4 separate regions of the Zea mays genome follow, and regions 1, 2 and 3 are each linked to region 4. The links are chromatin contacts, called in public Hi-C maps. All regions are on one chromosome and are shown on one strand. The core of a region is the stretch at or near the end of the contact, and the rest is flanking DNA. Distances in the headings are between cores, read along the strand shown.

Evidence for each region. A called contact is a pair of places that touch in the nucleus more often than the background predicts.
Region 1: a contact with region 4 is called in a Hi-C map of tassel, with 3 times the contacts expected there. The contact joins the promoter of LOC103639246 here to the promoter of LOC100382095 in region 4. A contact is called at or near these places in 6 of 25 Hi-C or Micro-C datasets (ear, leaf, root tip and 2 more).
Region 2: a Hi-C map of ear shows a contact between it and region 4, with 2.0 times the contacts expected there. The contact joins the promoter of LOC100191794 here to the promoter of LOC100382095 in region 4. A contact is called at or near these places in 5 of 25 Hi-C or Micro-C datasets (ear, leaf and tassel).
Region 3: a contact with region 4 is called in a Hi-C map of leaf mesophyll, with 2.6 times the contacts expected there. The contact joins the promoter of LOC103639235 here to the promoter of LOC100382095 in region 4. A contact is called at or near these places in 4 of 25 Hi-C or Micro-C datasets (endosperm, leaf, leaf mesophyll and 1 more).

The regions. Positions count from the first base shown.
Region 1 is chr9:142,869,212-142,874,058 of Zm-B73-REFERENCE-NAM-5.0, forward strand. It overlaps LOC103639246 (programmed cell death protein 2-like), which reads left to right and starts at 1,847. Exons shown (of 11, transcript NM_001301594.1): 1 at 1,847-2,126; 2 at 2,222-2,305; 3 at 2,396-2,529; 4 at 2,609-2,706; 5 at 3,177-3,265; 6 at 3,361-3,451; 7 at 3,533-3,690; 8 at 3,790-3,860; 9 at 4,091-4,205. The coding sequence starts at 1,887. It also overlaps the pseudogene LOC103639245.
Region 2 is chr9:142,810,777-142,815,051 of Zm-B73-REFERENCE-NAM-5.0, forward strand. It overlaps LOC100191794, which reads right to left and starts at 1,274. Exons shown (of 1, transcript NM_001137219.2): 1 at 1-1,274. The coding sequence starts at 784.
Region 3 is chr9:142,474,532-142,479,251 of Zm-B73-REFERENCE-NAM-5.0, forward strand. It overlaps LOC103639235, which reads right to left and starts at 1,452. Exons shown (of 2, transcript XM_008662003.4): 1 at 972-1,452; 2 at 206-511. The coding sequence starts at 1,309. The coding sequence ends at 511.
Region 4 is chr9:142,643,977-142,648,797 of Zm-B73-REFERENCE-NAM-5.0, forward strand. LOC100382095 (Calmodulin-binding protein 60 G) reads right to left here and starts at 2,277. Exons shown (of 7, transcript NM_001174856.1): 1 at 2,079-2,277; 2 at 1,907-1,985; 3 at 1,740-1,792; 4 at 628-1,118; 5 at 352-512; 6 at 46-243. The coding sequence starts at 2,182.

The sequences.
Region 1 (4,847 bases), core at 597-3,096, 220 kb after region 4:
AGATGACTCAGCTAATATGATCTTGGTCGGCTTCTTATTACGCAGGTCATCCACATCGTTTGCAGACCAGAAATAGCAGGCACCAATCTTAGAAATAGCCAAAATGTGTACTTCTCCTTCGTCTGAACATTTACAGTCCAAAAATATTGCTGGCTGCTCCATCGACAGGATACAGTTTGAGCTCTGGGTTTTCCCGCTGTCCAGCTTCCAAATGGCAATATAGCGCTTCCCAACTCCAGATGACAGAACATACTGGCTATCATTGGAAAAAAAAACCCATGCTCCTCACAGAAACCTATGAAGTTTTAATGGTTGCATGCAATAAAAAAAATGGGTACTTAGATAAAGAGGGTACATATCTATAAATAGTAGTCCTAAAAGAGGAACACCAATAGGTAAGAGAAAGCAAGAGATACTCACTGAAATGTCCAGATAATTTTTTAATCTTTTTGTTGCTGGAAGTGTCAAAGGTCCTCAACTGGCCAGCTGCTGTTGCTAACATATTTCCATCTGACATAATCAAGTACAAGCTGCATGTATATAAAATTAAATGGTGGAACTTTGCTGGATAGATTGCATATACAAGCAAAAAAAGCATATATAGAGGATGGATCCTACCAAGAACCTTGGCAAAAACAACGTGCACATGTAACTAAATAAACATTTCAGCAAGCAGCATAGTGCATTGATGAATAAATAATACATGTAACTTATGAATTGATGAATAAATAATAATGGTAACTAAATAAATACGAGGGAGAGGAGGTTGTGGATGCGAGACGCAAATTTTTTGGGTAAAAATAAGAGAGCTATTAGAGTAAGATAAACCACTATTCTTTACTAATATCTGTTTGGAGTTAGTTTACACATTCTTTTAAAGTTGCTCTAAGAGCGTCTCCAATAGCTCCCCATAAATTGACTCATAAAAATAAATTTTAAGGGACATCTAAAAATTAGTGGAGATAAATTTTAATCCTTTCTCCAACACATCCTTTAAAGCAACATATTGTTTCTGGGGAGCCCAAGAAACCTCTCATTTGTAGCTACAAATGAGGGAGTTTTAAGGGCTACGAAAAATTTAGGAGCACTTTAGGGGAACTGTTGAAGACACGTTTTTGTGTTTTTCCCAAAAAACTTGATTTAGGGGGAGACTTCTCGGGAGCTCTTGGAGATGCTCTAGTAAGGGTTTTGTGGAGGAATGCGGTAGCGACGGTACCCATTCGTGCAACGATGGTGAGAGTCGCATAGTCAAATTCACATATTTGTAATATAATGAGAACTGATAACGTTAAACTATATTTGTTTAAGTCCAGTCATAATCAATTATTACACTAGAGTGTTGTTTGGTCTGCAGTTTTTAGGCTAGTAACCATTCACACTACTATCTAATGTCGTTGCTTTCCGTTTGGTTGAGACAACCCGTAATATGTCACAATGGGAGTGGATATGACTCTATAGGATCTCGTTACCCCTCTTTCAGAAACCCTATTCTGTTCCGTACTACACGCTCAATGAATCAAACAAAGTTTACTTTCTGTCAACACGTCTCATCGTCTACCAGTTTCTTTAACATTATCGTTACCACCGCCGAACTAAACAACACCTAAAAATTGATACCTCCTATTCAATTCTATTATTTATATTTAAATATAAATTATTATCGTTGTTATTTACGTTATATATTTGATAAACGCACCAAAGTGTCAAACCATGCTCGAGTCACCCTCGCGAGCCGTTTGCCGTTCAGGCTCGGTCGCCCCATGTTGGCCCGATCGGTTTCATTTTGTAGCTCAAAGGTGAGGTTAGGGTTTTTTTCACCAAACCAGCGAGGCAGCTACCGTTTTGTCGCCATAGCACTCCCGCCGACCCCCTCGCCGCCGCCGGGAATGGAGACCAGCACCAAGAAGCTTAGCAGCCTTCGTATCACCTCCCTGGACGACGATGACGACGAGACCGAGATCCCGCACCAGCCCCCTCAAGCAGGCCTCTCCACCGCTGAAGCGGATTATGAGGACGACGACGATGAGGAGGAAGAAGCCGAAGTGACTCTTGGTGTCCTTAGCAAACCGAAGCACCCAGGCCTCCTCCTCCGCCACTTGTTCCCCAGCAAGGCCGGTGGCATCCCGGTACGCGCGCTAACCCGTCTTAAATTCCAGTAGTTAATTGTCTTGCCGTGGTACAGTTTCGCGTGTTGATACCAGGGCTGTGTGGTTTTGTTCAGGCGTGGCTAGACCCGGTGAACTTGCCGTCGGGAAAGTCCAGCTACTGTGGTTTCTGTGGCGAGCCTCTGCAGTTCGTCCTCCAGGTGTTTTCTTTGTGTGCAATGAAGTTGCCACACTCGACTGCTTATTGTTTGGATATCGACTTGGTCACAGTTAGGCTTGGTTGTGTTTAGATTTATGCACCAATTGAAGATAATGTAGCAGCCTTCCACCGAACGCTGTTCATGTTCATGTGCCCATCCATGGCATGCTTGCTTCGAGATCAACATGAACAATGGAAGCACAAGTACGGGAATCCATGTAGAAGGTGATGAAAGTCCTGTATCTGTAATGGTTTTGTTCAGATATCTTCTGATTTTGATGGTTTGTAGTGGATTGTTTTCCAGCGTGAAGATTTTCCGGTGCCAATTGCCACGGAATAATGCCTTCTACTCAGCTCAACCTCCAAAGCATGATGGCTCTGACAAACCACTCTGTCCAGGAGGTAGTGTTGTCTTCTGTTGAGTGACAGTTAACAATATATATCCTGCACTAGATGTTGTATAAATATGTGAAATTGTAAATGTTTGATACTGACTTCTGCTTCTCCTGATTTCTTGACATTGTCATTTATTACATTAGTAGTTTCTGTCAGTGTGCAACATTTTCTCCATGTCAACTACTACCTTGTTTTCTCATTTGGGAACATTTCTGTTTATTTATGTTTGGAGTGTCTAGGGACCTATGGCACATGCAAATTTTATTCAAGAGAAGTTTATTCGGAAGTATGTAAACTTAGCATAAATATACGTCAATTGCTGTCTTAAAACTTTCTTGTGTGTCAAATTACTGTTTCGGTGCCTATAATCCTGCAATCTGTCTACTAGTTGTTGGTAAATGAGTTTTACTTGTCCCTTGGCTGTCAAACACTTAATGTTACTAAATTCTTTCAAATGCATAACTATTTGTTGCCAGCTCCTGTATGCCACTGGTGTGGTACCTGGAAAGGTGATAAAATATGTAGTAGCTGCAAGAAAGCAAGGTACTGTTCTGAGAAACATCAGGTATGTATGCCAAACTTTAGTGTCCATCAATTCGTTTCTGACAGCTGATACGAGCTTATATTTTAGATTGATGGCTCTTGATTGCTGTTTCTCAGGCACTGCATTGGCGAACTGGTCATAAAAATGATTGCCTCCAGATAATAAGTTCTGCTGCTTCAAATTCAGTTCTGCCAGCTGTAGGAATAGGTGATTATCTATGGATTACTAAAGCTATTTATGCTCTTAACATTTGAATTGTGTTGTGCTGACATTTTTGTCTACTTTCAGTTCCTGCTAGCATTTCTTGGCCAGAATTTGAGATAAAAATAGACTACGAAGGTACTTTTGATTCTGATAGTGGTGATGAAAACAACTCGAAGTCATTGGTGATGCAAAGACATGGGAAACTTGATGCTATGATGCAGTCGTGGATGGACCATTTCGAGGTTTTGTTCCCATTCTCTTTCTTCATTCTCTTTAGAATAATCTCCGCTGGCTTTTGCTTGTGCATCAGTCATTTTGTTTATTTACTGCTGTCTGGGTAGGCTGATGCTGACAACAAATGCTGGGCGTCTTTTCAAGAACGGGTCTCAAGAGCACCAAATCAAGTGTTGAGGTGATATTTCATTGCCTGTGTAATTTCTCTCTATCTGTACCATGTTTATAGTGAATCCATCTACATTTTGCCTTGTATTTTTGGGGAAATGACCCTGTCATTATTGAATTTATTACTTGCATTGCATACTTACTTTAAAAAAAGAAATGTTGCCAATATTGTGCATAACATGTGTATTATGCAGGTACTGTTGAGAACTAAATGCTAAACATAACATGTGTATTATGCAGGTATTGTCGAGAACCAAATGCTAAACCTCTATGGGCCTTATCTTTCGGGTGCCCGTCAGATGCTGATATCCCATCATGTAGCTACTGTAGAGGTCCATTATGCTATGAATTTCAGGTTGGTCAAATTTCTAGTTTATGACCACAGTCCATCTTTCATTTTAGTAGTTGGTACCTCCATTCAAAAACATAGGCAGTTTTAGTTTTGCCTTTCAAACTTCTCTAACTTTAACCAAATTTATAGAAAATTATATTAACATCTACTATACCAAATAAATAATGGCCATTCAAGAACGAATCAAGTTCGGAACATGATATATGTGTTGGGCTAGGGGTAGCACCAATTAAAGAAAAGCTTGTCCAACACCGGTTGAGATGGTTTGCATATGTCCAACATAGACCTATAGAGACACTAGTGCATAGTGTTTTAAGGTGTGATAGCAATGGGAAGAGAGGCAAGGGAAGACTAAAGTTGACATGGAAAGAGGCAGTAAAAGGAGACCTAAAAGAATGAAATATACCCAAAGGTTTACCCTTGAATAGGAGTGTCTGGAAAACAACTACCATGTGCCTGAGCCTTGAGTTGTGGTTTATGTTGAGTTTCAACTCTAGCCTATCCCAACTTGCTTGGGACTTAGAGCCTTTATTGTTGCATAATGATATCAGGGTAGCGTGGGCACTGAGAAGATTGTTGATTTAGGGATAGAGTGAGGGCGTAGGCAAGAGGCTTATTGGATTCGGGGTACCACTATGGCTACTA
Region 2 (4,275 bases), core at 24-2,523, 170 kb after region 4:
GCCGCCACCGCTCCAGGTCGACCACCATGACGCCCGTGTTGAAGTAGCACGGCCGCCGCCCCGCGAACGTCCCGGCGAACCGCTGGTCCGACCAGAACCGCCCCGTGAAGTACTTGGTGAAGTTGGCGTGGCAGTACTCGGGCGCGCCCACGGTGCGCCCGCCGAGGTCGGTGCGCCACAGCTTGGCGACGTCGTCCACGACGACGAGGTCGGAGTCCAGGTAGATGGCGCGGCGCACGCACGGCTCCAGGAGCTCGGCCAGGTAGTTGCGCGCGTAGTTCAGCGGCTGCTCCAGCGCCTGCCGCACCGACGTGGAGATGAGCCCGCGGACGCGCCCGGGGTCCAGGTAGTAGACCTTGAACCGGAGCTGCGGGAACACCGCGCGGACGAGGTCCCCGAGCCCCGGGTCGGAGACGAGGAAGTGGAAGAAGACGCTCTCGGGGCACCTGGCGTGCTGCACCACCGAGTGGACCGCGGCGACGGAGCCCCTCAGGTATTCGTTGTCGAGCGTAATCGCGATGTGGACGAGCCATGGGTCGCAGACATTGGCGCCGGTGCCGTTGTCCGCGCCGGCGCCGCAGTCGGCGGCATTGCGGAACGGCGGGGCGCGGCGGAAGGCGACCCCCCTGGCGCCCCCTGCGATCTGTCCCGGGAAGCGGACGCTGCCGTCGAACTGCGACGACCGGATGGCCTCGGCGGGCGGGAAGGACTGGAGCGACGGCGACAGCACCACCACCACCATGGCGGCGGATAACAAGCCGGACAGGCGCGCCACCCACAGCATCGCGCTCCGCCGGCTCGGCCACCGCTTCCTCGCGCCGGGTCTCCCGAGCTGCGGCCGCCGCCGCTGCTTCGACCACCTCACCAAGACGCTGTGCAGGCGCGCGATGGCGTCCAGCGGCGGCGCGGCCAGGCTTGGGATGGAAACAAAGGGGAACACACGGACAGCGCAGGCACCCTCCACCTCCTGGACCTCAATTGGATCGCGTCGCGCTCTCCTGGAGGTTGGAGGATCGGCGCGTGGAGTTGGGGAGAAGCAAGCAGGAATCCATGCGAGGTAAATGGGGGCGGACTGAGGAACAGAGCAGCGGCACCGGATGCGGAGGCGGCACCCACCAACCCACCGCGGCAGGCGTCCCCTCGCCTGCCACCGCTCGGCTTTTCTCTCTCGGCGCGGTGGCGTGACGGTGGCGTCTGCTGCGATGCTGCGATGCTGCTTGCTCTAGCTGCTGCCTATTGTTTCTGAATCTGACACTCCGGTTCTGTTTGATTTTGCAACGTGACTCCGCGTATCCGGGCTATTTTTTTGCTACACTTTGAGGAAGAGACGGGAGCCGGGGAGGAGGCAAGGCAAGGGCCACTGCTGGCCTGGCCGCTGACTCACCGGCCAGTTTTACCGCTGCCGCTCCGTCCTGCTTTATGCTTAGTTTGTTGCTTCGTTCTTATTATGTAACAAAATTTGTGCTTATAATTTTAAGGTATTGTCTGTTTTTAACACAATTTGGACTCATACTTGCACGAGTTTAGGAAGGATAAGTCAAAAGAACAACGTCTACTTGAATGCACATGCGAGTTTTCTAAAAGTTTGACTGGATAAGAAATACTGCAAATTCTACCCAGTATGTTCTTCTAAAGTAGAACTGGCACCGTTTGGCGCTCATAACGACTAGGGATAAACTTGTTTTTTTAGTTTCAAAAAGCTGGGAGATATATCAAGGCTAATAAAGTAGGAACAAAATTATAATTGACATGCAAAATAGGGCTAACACTACAATTGCCTCTTATTGCACCATGATATTTAATTTTTTGTGGTGTCAGAGATTCAATTTATTTCTACGAGAGAATTATCTATCTAACACTGAAGGAAGCCAACCTTTCTTTTCTTCTAAGGCTAGTTTGAAAACCTCATTATCTCGAGAGATTTCAATTTTCCTAAGAAAAAATAGTTTATTTTCTCTTAGAAAAAAATAGAAATCTCTTGAGAAAATGGAGTTTCAAACTAGCCCTAAAAGGTGCTAAAATTTCATTTATCTAACATTCAAATAAATCAGACTTCATTTCTTTCTAAGGTGCTAAAAATGTAAACTTCTATATTCGGTATCGACTTAAATTTTTTTCCTGTAAATAACATTGTCGGTAACTATATCAAGTAAGTGGCTGATAAAAACAACATAAATACTCTTGTTTATAGAATAAATTTATATTATAAAATAGGAAATAGATAAATAAAAATGTTGTCAAACGAGGAAATCATTAGTATACTTGTGAAGAAGTTTTGATAATAAAAGGCTACAAATAAATAATCAATAAGTTTTAATTTATAATAAATGAATTTTAAATTTTAAGGTAGCAATAGGTAGACATTAGTTTTATGTATAAGCTTCACAAATATCAGATCAGCATATTTTAAAAAAAACAGAGAAACCACAACATTAACGTCTCGCATTAGCTTAATAGATCCATTCAAGAGGTCCACACATATACATGTGCATATTAAACATATCCATATTAGAGATCTCTATACATTACCAAGATCTCTATAGGTTAACATATCCATAATCACATGAATGTTTGTATCATGTTGCACAACCAACTTACATACCTTTCCCTTGAAAAAAACTTGACCAACAATGGTAAGACCGCACCGCATCTCACACACTGCCACTGTGATTCACTCCCACAGGAAGTCGAACTCGGAACCTGAGAGGTGTTACTTAGGCTATTCTCAATGCTAAGTTTTATAACAGTGTTTACAAAAGGGCCAATCAACTTTGTGGAAGAATGAAACACCCTCTTTCAATGGGGAGTTTCATCTCACTTATTTCTAAGCTAATCACTGCAATTAAATGCTATTAAGTCTCATGGTCAAATATGACATGTATATTTGTAGCCAAGCAATGGTACTATATTTTGCGATAAAATTGTGTTGTCATATATAAATTAGAATGGATGTTTGTCAACAGAAGATAAACTCATTCAAACAAAGCAATATAAAAGTTAAAGTTATTATATATTAGTAGTATTTATAAATAAGTGTAACGGTGAATATGCACGCGTGAGCAGGAAGAGAAGCTTTTCGCGGGAGTATTGCCACGCTGCACACTAGATCCCTCGTGAAACGAGTTGCGTCACAATGGTTGTGTCATGGTGTTTCGCTGGTCTTGGAAACGAGTTAGCAAGGTTTCATGGTGATGAAACCAGTTTACTCTCTCTCTCTCTCCTCTTAAATCTACCGCCAAGTCATATCAAAATCTGACATGGAAGGTTAATTAATGTCATGAAACATCTCATGAAACCTGTATTGAGATTAGCCTCAGACCACTTGACCAACGCCGCTAGAGGCCCTTTCGCAGGTACCTTCCATCAAAAAAGTAGAGATTGCACATTGGGGAACTGTAAAATCAGTATGAATTGAACACTTTGAAGATTCGACTTCACTTGAAGAACCAAAGGTGTACGCAACAGTGGTCCTAAGATTTTAGGGGTACGACACGAATTTGAAAATAGAGATCTTTTTAATTATTTATATATATGGATATTACTAATATAAACACTTAAGGTACATCTAAAACACTTATATCTAAGTGTAACTATATAAAAAATACATATTATCATCTATGCAGAGGGGAAGTTGGAGGTAGAGGACGACGTCTGGATCGAGTGGGGGGAGTGTCGCGCAGAGAACCACCAGGGAAGAGGTGCGCCGCGCACAGCCATGACAGCCCACAAAAGAGGATGCTCGATGGGAGACCATGAGTGTGGAGAAGTGCTGTAGAACAGTGGTCTGCGGGGAGCTGCTGCCACAACAATGTCTATGGAGGAAGAAGCCTACAAGGGTAACTTCGAGGGGGAGCTGCGTCAGCAGTGGGGAGCGGTGGAGCTGGGGTGCAGCAGAGCTAAGGACGCCCGATAGAAGTTGCAGCGACGATGCAAGAGACATGGTGTTGGAGAGCAGTGGTGGTCAACTGGAGGCGAGGTTCGAAGGAGCTACGCATGCCGACGTGGGAGGCATGGATCTGCTCTCGATGATGACAAGGAGCCTCCGACGGAGAGGAGGCGTGGATCGGCGGTGGCATGTATCGGCGCCAAGCTAAGCATCATCTCTGGATTGAGATGTGAGATTGGGAAAGCTTGTTGTGGGCCTATCGATAAGTGTTGATAGAAGTGGGCCCATCCTATTAAGGTGTGTTTGGTTGAGAAGCGAACGAGAATGGAGCGACTCCATTCATGTTTTATAGATGTTTGGTTTCTAACGGAAGAGGAGTGGAGCGACTC
Region 3 (4,720 bases), core at 202-2,701, 170 kb before region 4:
TGTCCCTATCATAGAGCGTTAAGTGTAGACCTCTCCTCATCGAAATAAATGCATGAAAGACCGCCTACGCAATTCGCAAGATCTGCTACGGTCTCTCCATCTCTGGGATTTGCTAATGACGAAGAAACGAAGCAAATGCAGTTGCATGCTGGCCTGTATTTTCCTGGCCAGCGACCAAGTTGCATATGAGCACAGGGGGATAATATTAGAAAAGTACTATCGTGCAAAGAATTTTTCTTCTCCGGGATTCAAGTCTTCTTCAAACATTTTTTGAACAGAATTAGGGGGCAATTGGCAGGTAGCGACAAGCAATCTCAGCAGATCTCCATCGAGTTCTTTTCCTATAACCAGGGGGGCAACAAAGTTCTCTACACAATCTCAGAACAAATTCTCTTCCACATTTTGAGAGCGAATCAGCGAAATAACAACAGACAACCATCTCTCGCGCTTTGTAGCCGCATCTTGCACCATGCCAATACAATACAATAGAATTTCACCGAGGTACCGGGTTCTGAAAAAAAAGTAGAGGGAAAACGAAATTAGAGGCGACTAGTGCATCACAGATGATCACTTCATCAGATAAACGAGCTAAAGCTATCTTGCTGCTTAAGAGGTGAGCCAAAACGATGACAACTTGTGCTGATGAGCTTGTAGTCTGCTACAGATCTGTGTCATGTACCTGTGACTTCCCAAACCATTTCAGGAAGCAATGGTGTATGATGAGGGGGCATAAGGACTAGCATTCAGTCGTACCAATAATCCATACAAACAGTACAATGAAGATTAAAACGTCTGTACTTGTTGTGCAGAGTCCCATTACCCAGCGGAAGGACAGGTCCGATGCTTGGGAACCAAAGCAGCCATCGCCGTTATGTCCGAAAATATCGAGAAGAAGAACGGATACCCCGATAAAAGGGGAAAGGGGAAGGAGGAGGAGGAGAAGAAGAAGAAGAAGAAGGCGTGATCCGTACCAGCCATGGATGAGCTCGGAGCACTTGGCCTTGATCCAGCGGAATCCCCTGCGGAACGATGCCTTGACTTTGCCCTCCGCCGAGTAAGCCTTGTAGCTGGCCACCCGCCGCCGCCTCTTCATCTCCGGATCGCTGAAGCACCACGCCGACCCCACCCCTCCCCCGCCGCCCCTGTTGGATACCGGCGGCGGCGACCTCGCGGGCGGCTTGACGATGATGTCGATGCGGCGGTCACCGTAGGGCACGACCTCGTTGCGGTAGGGGCGGTCGTACTCACCGGCGGGGGCGGGAGCCGCGTACGGGCGGTGCGCGCGGTCGTAGTCGGCGGCGGCGGCCATCGCGAGGCCAGACGACGCGGGGGCGGACCGCGTGGGAGTCTCGCGGCGTGGCGTTTGTGCAGAGGGAGGGAGGGAGGGAGAGAAACGCCGCTGCCTTTTCCGTTTTGTTTTACCTTTGTATTGTGTTGATGTAGCGCTGGCGGCTTCCGATCCAGCTTCGTGTTTATGCTTAAGCTTTGATAGGCCGCCGTTTTCTTTAGAGTAAAACTAAACCTCACTTCTCTATCTATCTATCTACTATATAAAGCATCACTTTTTTCTGATTTCCATAGTTCTAAAATCCTAAAATCGTGGTGCGTCACCTTTCCCATTTTATACAAAAACAACATAAAATTATGCATATATGTGAGATTTTTTAACCTTATTTATCGTCTTTACATCCACACCCAACTAACCAACATAACACACACATTTTTATGTTTTATTAAAACAAAGTATACTAATATACTATATAAAAGTCGTAGCAATATAGTCACCTGATTAGTAAGATTCTATTTGTTTCCTATAAACCGGGAGAAATTTGAAAGTAATCTAATAATAAAAGAACACTTTTTAAGGTAACGATTTTTAATGATAAGATCAAACAAATTTTATGTGATTTCATTAGCTATTTAAGGTTTTTTTTGCTCGAGTTTCATATCCAGTCCAAAAAACAAAATTCTATCATTTCGGGTAGAATTTTTTATATCTTTTAACATAGAATGAATTAGAACTTAAAATTTGATATGTTAGTAAAGTAAATAGTAAAATATATTTATATCTTTAAAGGTTTTTATAATTTCTAGTAGTTTAATTACATAGCAAGTTGCACGAAAAACTTTATTGTACAATAATCTTTATCTTTTTAAAAAGTCCACATGAATTTTTGGATCTATTCAACACTTAGAGGTATTGCTATAATAAAAGGAGATGGTATGTCGTATAGATGGTTCCCTCCTCTGGCCTGCAGCATCGTGATAGAAGACGCTCCTTTGTCCCCTCTCTCCTCTCTTTATAGATATTCTCTCTCATTTTCTCTGTCTATAAGTAAAACTAAAATACATATAGATTATTTGAAACTACAAAAAGTATATATATATATATAAAAATTTAGAGCAGAAAAAGGCACGTGATGAACGCTTTTTTTTGGAACATAGGTGAGTGTGTCGGTCGTCGACCTCCAACTCGTGCTGCCAGCAACGATGAAAGGCCTGAGGTTACTCGGCGTCCACTAGGTTTCGAGAGAAAAAGCAGCATCCGCCATCATGGAACGAAGGTGTTATTCCCATTATACATGGATTGGATAGGATTAGAAAAAATTTAGAAAAATTTTGACTTGTTTGAGATTTAAACTCACCCAATCTCATTCAATCCATATGGATTGAGAACTAACCGAAAGTCCGAAGGTGGACAGTGGACAGCGGCTGGGGCACAGGAGCAGGGAGCAGCGGTTCTCTTCCGCCGATCACGGATCACAATCCAAGGGGTGAAACCAGGATTAGAGTTTGGGAGGGACAAATTAGATTGAGAAAGGGCGTTAGGAGGTATTTTACATTATTTATATGATGATTACCTAAGGAAATTAGTAGATAATATAGAATTTAGGGAGGATTAGGGGGCATTGCCCCTCTCTACCACTCGTGGATTCGCCCCGAGTCCAACCCAACGCTAGTATTACACTATTATGGTGACGAACTAAAGCATAACACCACTTGACAACTCATCTCTCAAAAGTAAAAGAGAAAATAAGTTGATAGATGGTACAAATAATTCTAAAGTTATTGAGCAACACTAATTTAGACGCTTGGGTAAGTTTTCTATGGTGGAACTTAAAAACTAGTATTTGGCTTGCTACTTGCTCCTTTGGTCTTGAAATATTTCGAATCCTAGAGTTGAAGAAGGCGTGAATTGCGTTGTACTAGTACCATGAATGTCAGCGTCCTTTAGGAGGACCGAGTCGATCGTGGCATGGATCCCGCAACGATGTCACCATTGCTATGCATGAGCGTGGACCATGCCGAGCTCTCGACGGTCGCTTGTCGGAGAATGCCCTCTAGGTCTGCCGTATGGCAAGAATACAATGCTAGACTCGTCAGTCTCAACGGAGCAGTTAGGATGACGACGTGGTTGAGTTGGGAGGATGAGCCTCAAAGCATCTTAAGAAGCATCAAAGCAAAATCAAGAAGACTCAAAACTTTTAAAATAGTGATAGTCCGTCTACAAGAGCCAAAGACTCAACACAACTAGTAAAAAACAAGCTATCCTTTGAAAACACATTCTCCCCTTTCTTTAAAAAGCCGAAGGCAAGCTCAAATGCAACTCCCCTCCACTTGTGCACTCCCCATATGAATACGCTCTCCCCACATATGCCAACTCTTTGTGTAAACAATCTCCCCCTTGTCGCAATATGCATGTGTCATGCTATCTAAACTGCAATCCCCCCCTCAAGATATGCTCTGAATGCACATGGATGCAGAAAAATGCAAGAGCTTCAAGGGTAGATCTTCCATAATGAAAGGATGATGTAGGTGGTGTTGCCATGTGAGTATAGCAACTAAAATAAGTGCTAGCAAATAATCAAACTGATCAAATCGTGACTCATAAAGCAATTTGAGCAGTTTGTAAGCATTTTGAAAAGAAGTTCACCACTAAAGTAGCATCATAGACAGTTTATAAGGAGGAAATCAACCAAGTGCTAACAAGTGTACACAAAGTGAGGTATCCCAAATAGCGACCATGCAACATGCCAAAGACAACCTAAGACTTGTGTTATCAGGTTTCATCAAACTTTCGCATTTTCAACCTATCATAAGAATTAGTCAAAGCATTTGCTGTAAGTATTGTCTTATATTACTTTTCTACTGAATGAAGCCTATGCCAGAATGACAATCAGAATCATAAAGTCATGGTTTTGGTCATATACTTCACTGCTCAAGTACATACAAGGCACAATAAAAAACAGACTCGATACAGTGATGTGTTAACAAGTACAATCTAATCTTGATCTTTTCATTTCACTTATCTTACAAGTTGTTCGGTTGCTAGCTGCACAAGTCGTTCGGCTATATTTTTCTCTAACAGGGCTGCTGCAGCCGCCGGCAGCATAAAAGTGTAGCTGAACAGAATGTTAAATTCAAAATTTCACAAAAGTTTTCAAATTTTATCCAAGATAGTGAATGACATAGTGAAAGAGAGACTTAGCAACCTAGAATAGACATGATAGAAAAAGGATCTCACACCTCCTACACATACTAGTTGTTAATCTGAGCGGTGAATACCTTTTCAGAGTTCAATAGTTTTAATCATGTTCACATTTATAGAAACTAAGCTTAGCTCATCAAGATTGTCTCAAATGAGTAAAGTGAGTCTAAGCTTATTCGAGCACCATCATGTACTACATACGATATGGAGAAAGGGGAGCACCTATCGATG
Region 4 (4,821 bases), core at 1,027-3,526:
ACTGCCAGTCAGTACGTGTCTGCCTTCTCCTTCAGCCGTGTTTACCTTCTGTGTCGGGGTGAGAGCGCTCAAGGTGAAGCAGTGGCCCCCGACGAGCACGCCGACGACTTCGTAGACGCAGTTGAACAGGAGGACGGTCCCGTGCCCGCTGCAGTAGGAGTAGAGCCTGTCGTCCAGCACGCACTCCCGGGCGTGCTCCACCGTGGACTCCCACATCTTGTTCGACATGCCGCTGCCAAGCAACTGAAATTACATGCATGTGAAACACAAACACGCAGCAGGATGATCTGAATGCTGGATGTGTACATGCATGCATGTCATATACTAGTATATATAGGGATAGTCTCTCACGCTGCGCAGTCCGTACTGATCCATCACCAGGTTCCTGAGGAAGTCTTGAACAGTGTGGATTCCGAAGTCCGCCAGCTTCTTGTGGAACACGCCGTCTTTCCCGATCTTCTCCAGACGCCACACGTCGTCGGCTAATGCAGGTGGATGGTGCTTCTTGTACACTGACACGAGTTCAGGAACCAAAATTTGTATCAGACGCTACGCTATCCGTGTCTCGTGAACGGACAAAGAATTGAACAAAAAAAAACCAAGTGTAGAGCAATTATATTCAATTACCTTCTCCACGGTGATCCTTCACTAGGAACGGGTTGCTCACGGCTTCCAGCACCCGCTCTTCGATGGAGCTAGCCCTGGACATCCTGGCGCCGAGCCTGAACTTGCGGCTCCGTATCCAGCTGGAGTTATCCGTGAAGGAGATGTCGCGGATGGAGGCAGCGCCCTTCTCGAGCACGACCACCACCTCGCCGGACAAGAGCGGCCTCTTGCCTTCCCTCTCGAACACGACGCTCTCGCTGAACTCCTTCTCGCTGTGCTCCACCAGCCGCTCGTCGGCGTTGAAGTCGCCGTCGAGGACGAGGAGCTCGACCTTCATCGAGGACATGGGCCCGGAGGCGACCGTCTGGCCGGTGGTAGCGTCGGTCAGGACTAGCCGGAGCGGCTGCTTGCTCTCCGCCTCCACCCTGTTGCCCGTGAAAAGCGTCTGCGGCAGGTTTCCCTGGAACTGCAGCTTGTACCGCTTGCTGCTTGTCTTTAGCTGGAGCGGGAGCCTGGACGTTGCAGAACGACACAAGTTCAGTCATGACTTCTGAAAACGCAAAAAGGTGCATTGGTGGCTCCGTGGCGGTGGCGGTGGCGGGGTAAAGTAGATTTAAAAAAGCAGAAATTAATTAAAGGGTTAAAGCCTAACACTGCACTGACAGCATAATTACTGGAACAGATAAAAGCAATTATTCGAGGAATCATAGCAGCTATAGCATAGTAATGGGTACCGAATTACAGAAGGATTAGCTGTGCATCATCTTAGAGACTGGAAGTTTGTTTCATTGTCTTAAAAGAGAGAGAGAGAGAATGAAGGACGTCTCCTACAACAATTAAAGCTGTAAACTCCAGTGTACTGGAGTCGAAGTTGAAAATAAACAGAAGTATATACTGCTCTAGCCACTGTCGGCACTAGTGGTCAGTATAAACCTAAGTGTATGGGTATGGGTATGGCAATATATGGAATTATGGGGCATGTAAATGTAAGGTTTCCGTAGCTCTGATAAACTAGCTGCTACCAGCATGCATGGCATGTAGCCATGTTGTAGTCCACGACCACGAGGACTCGGCAGTCTGAACGTTAAATAGTGATGCAGCAGCTTAGCAATCAGTGCGTAGTAGAGGCTAACCTGTGTGCGGAATCGATGTGTCGGATAAGAACATTGTGCACCTCCTCCTGCACCTGCAGATTTCCGAACGCAAATGAACATGAGAACACTGTGCACACCTCCTCCTGCACCCTGATTTCCGGAAGCTCAATAATGGCGTGCAAATAGCTACGGGGAGAAGTGCTTACGACTCTGCGCAGAAATGGCTCCAGCTTGGGCAGATGCCTCTGCATGTACTGCGCGCCAATGGCCTCCTGCATCGAGCTACTGCAAATGGGCAAGATGACGGCAGGCGTTCAGAAGCCAAGGACTTGAGCGCCCACGCGGCAAATGCAGCAGCAGCACGGAAATCTCACTCACTCGACGAACGTCCGGCGGCGCTTGGCGTCGGGACAGCAGGCGAGCTCGTCCTCGTCGCCGTCCACCACCTCCTCCTCCACGTCAAGCGTCCTCTTCAGGTCCATTGAGAGTGGCCACGTGCAAGCCGAGGCGGCGATCACTCACTCACTCGAGAGAGTCGAGAGTCGAGACCACTTGGCTCACTCGAATTCACCTGAAACGACGGCTTGCACCGTTAGCTCTGGCAGTGACCACGGCGGCTATAAATAGCACGGGGCGCATGAAAGCAGAGGAAGCAGCGTGGAAGCTTCTTCCAGGGGTGGGGGGTCGGCGGTCTCGTCACGGACACGCTCTCGGCCAGTAAAAAGCGCCAGCCACCCGCCCGCGCGCACCTCACCACACACCAGGATGAATGACAGAATCCCTAGAAATGCCAAGATTCCGAGGCGGGCAGGGCTCGCCTCGCCCGTCCACCGGGGCCGGAGGGAGGGATAGCTCCTTTCGGCTTTCCCGTCCTCCTCCTCCTCCTCGGCTCCTCCTTTCTTTCAGTGCCGACGTACGCCTGCAGAAAGGGCGCGGGATTTTGTCAGGCCGGAAAGCGGCAAAGCGCGGGGGGCGGAGGCGCGGAGCTATATTATCAGCTAGCTGTGTCGGAATGGGCATGGCCGTGCCCGTGCGGGAGGGGGGGAGGGGTCGGGGGATGGATCGGGCAGCGGCGGGGCGCATCGGGAGGCGGGCCGCCGTGGTGCGTGGCTGGATTGGAGAAGCTTCCAGGAAGCAGAGGACCGGTGGTCGTGGCCATGGTCCATGGACGGGGCTGGCTGGCTGGCTGGTCTGGTCTGGCCCTCGACGGGTAGGCTTTTGGAGGCTGAAGGAAAGATGGGTACAAAGGAGAGCTTTTCGCCGGGAGAGGTGCTCGGACGGAGCGGGGGACGAAAGGAAGCGCAAAGCGGAGCGGAACAAAGCGGGCAAAATGCTCTTCTCTCTCGCATTGCATTGAGTTCATGATGAGTTCTCGTGCCTAGACCTTTGTATACAGAGAGACGAAAAATGAAATGATACCGCATTTGCATTCCCTTTTCATCTCTCTGATGGGGTGATCAATTGAGCTGTCAATGCACATTAACCAACGCCAAGCTGTTGATCATGTATAGGAGAAAAAGGTGAATGATCATCTAACGGTTCTCCAAATGATCAGAGTATCAGGCCATTTGATTTCTCCCGATGGAGCTTTGGAGTAGCAGCGAATTTAGAAATCCAACCAACTTGTGTTGATGTGCAGTGCAGATATGCAGACCAGCCTGCAAACACGACAAGATAACTCGATTTTCGTTGCCCCCTAATTCCCGAAAAGGAATCCTAGAAAGTGCAAGATCAGGGCATCTGCCCGCCCAGGCGCCCAGGAAGGAATAGGATAAGCAGCAGATGGCGTTAGCAGAGGCGCTGCTCTGCTCCTGTTCTCTCATTCTCTGGTGGCTGGCTCAGGGCCTCAGGATCAGCTCTACTACAACCGCCTTTGCTGGCCCTAGCTAGAAAGCGGCATGTTTACGACATCATGGTCGTGCTCGTCGTCGGGGCCGTGCTATCTCCAAATCTCCCTCGAAAAGCTGGAAGCGCCACACCCCGTCCATGTGAGCAGAAAGAGACCTTCTTTAGCATACGATGCTGATGCTCCGCGCTCGCTTTGGCCGTGTGTGCGTCAGTGAGTGCGTGCGCCCTTTCCTTGTCCCTAGCTCTCTAGCTAGCTCGCGCATGGTATCCGAGGCGGCGGCGCTTGGTTATCGTCGGCTAGGGCTGACGAGACGCAGGGCGCACGAGGTGCCCCCTTGATGCTCCCGGTAGCCCGGATGGAGTCCTGGAGATGTGGGAATTTTACTTTTGGTCCGATTTTTCTTTCTGGGCAATACTCCGGGTAGCCTATATATCTAAACTTCACTCCATAAGCACTATAATCTACAATAAAAACAGTCTTTTGGTTGAACTGTTGAGCACAATCTAAGACTTCAATTCTTTCATGCTTTTGTTTGTCGCTTTAGACCATGTCCAACAGCCTACCTATATGGTCAACCAAAACATTGTTTTATACTGTATACTGTATTGTTCGTAGTGTGGAGTTTACATAGGAATGAGGATATGTAACCTACTGGAGACAGTCTTACGTTGTTGCCTGTGGATCGAAGAGAATTGAGATTTAATTTTGACAAGGGATTTAAGCATCTTAAATTCATCCCTTAACGTTTTATGCCTTATTCGGTTGCACATGGATCCACGGGGATTAAGCGAGATTAAATTTCTTTCTATTTAATTGACTATGAATAGATTTAATCCTCTTCAATCTCTATCAAACCGAACAAGGTTTTAAAGTTTTTTAGCTTAGAGAATTGCTAGAGATTAAATCCATTGCTAGTCTCTTAATCTTATCTAATCCTAGGGCCTTGTTCAATTACAGGAATCACAGAGAATCGAGGAGAATTAAATCTTTTTCTATCAAATTTTAATTAGAAATTAGTTTAATCCACTTTCAACCGAACTAGTCCTTAATGAACTTCACGTCCGTAGTTCTAAAACTCCTTCCTAAATTATAGGTAGTAAAATCTACTTTCTTCGTCCTAAATCATACCCCTTTTGTCTTAAATTAAAATGTGTTTTACCCTTTTACTGGATTCATACAATAATTAATGTATGTGTTCTATATATGTGGACATAAAAATCTAAAGTTAAAATGGGTAGGAAGTATTTTTTTTAGTTACATGGTTATTACTCT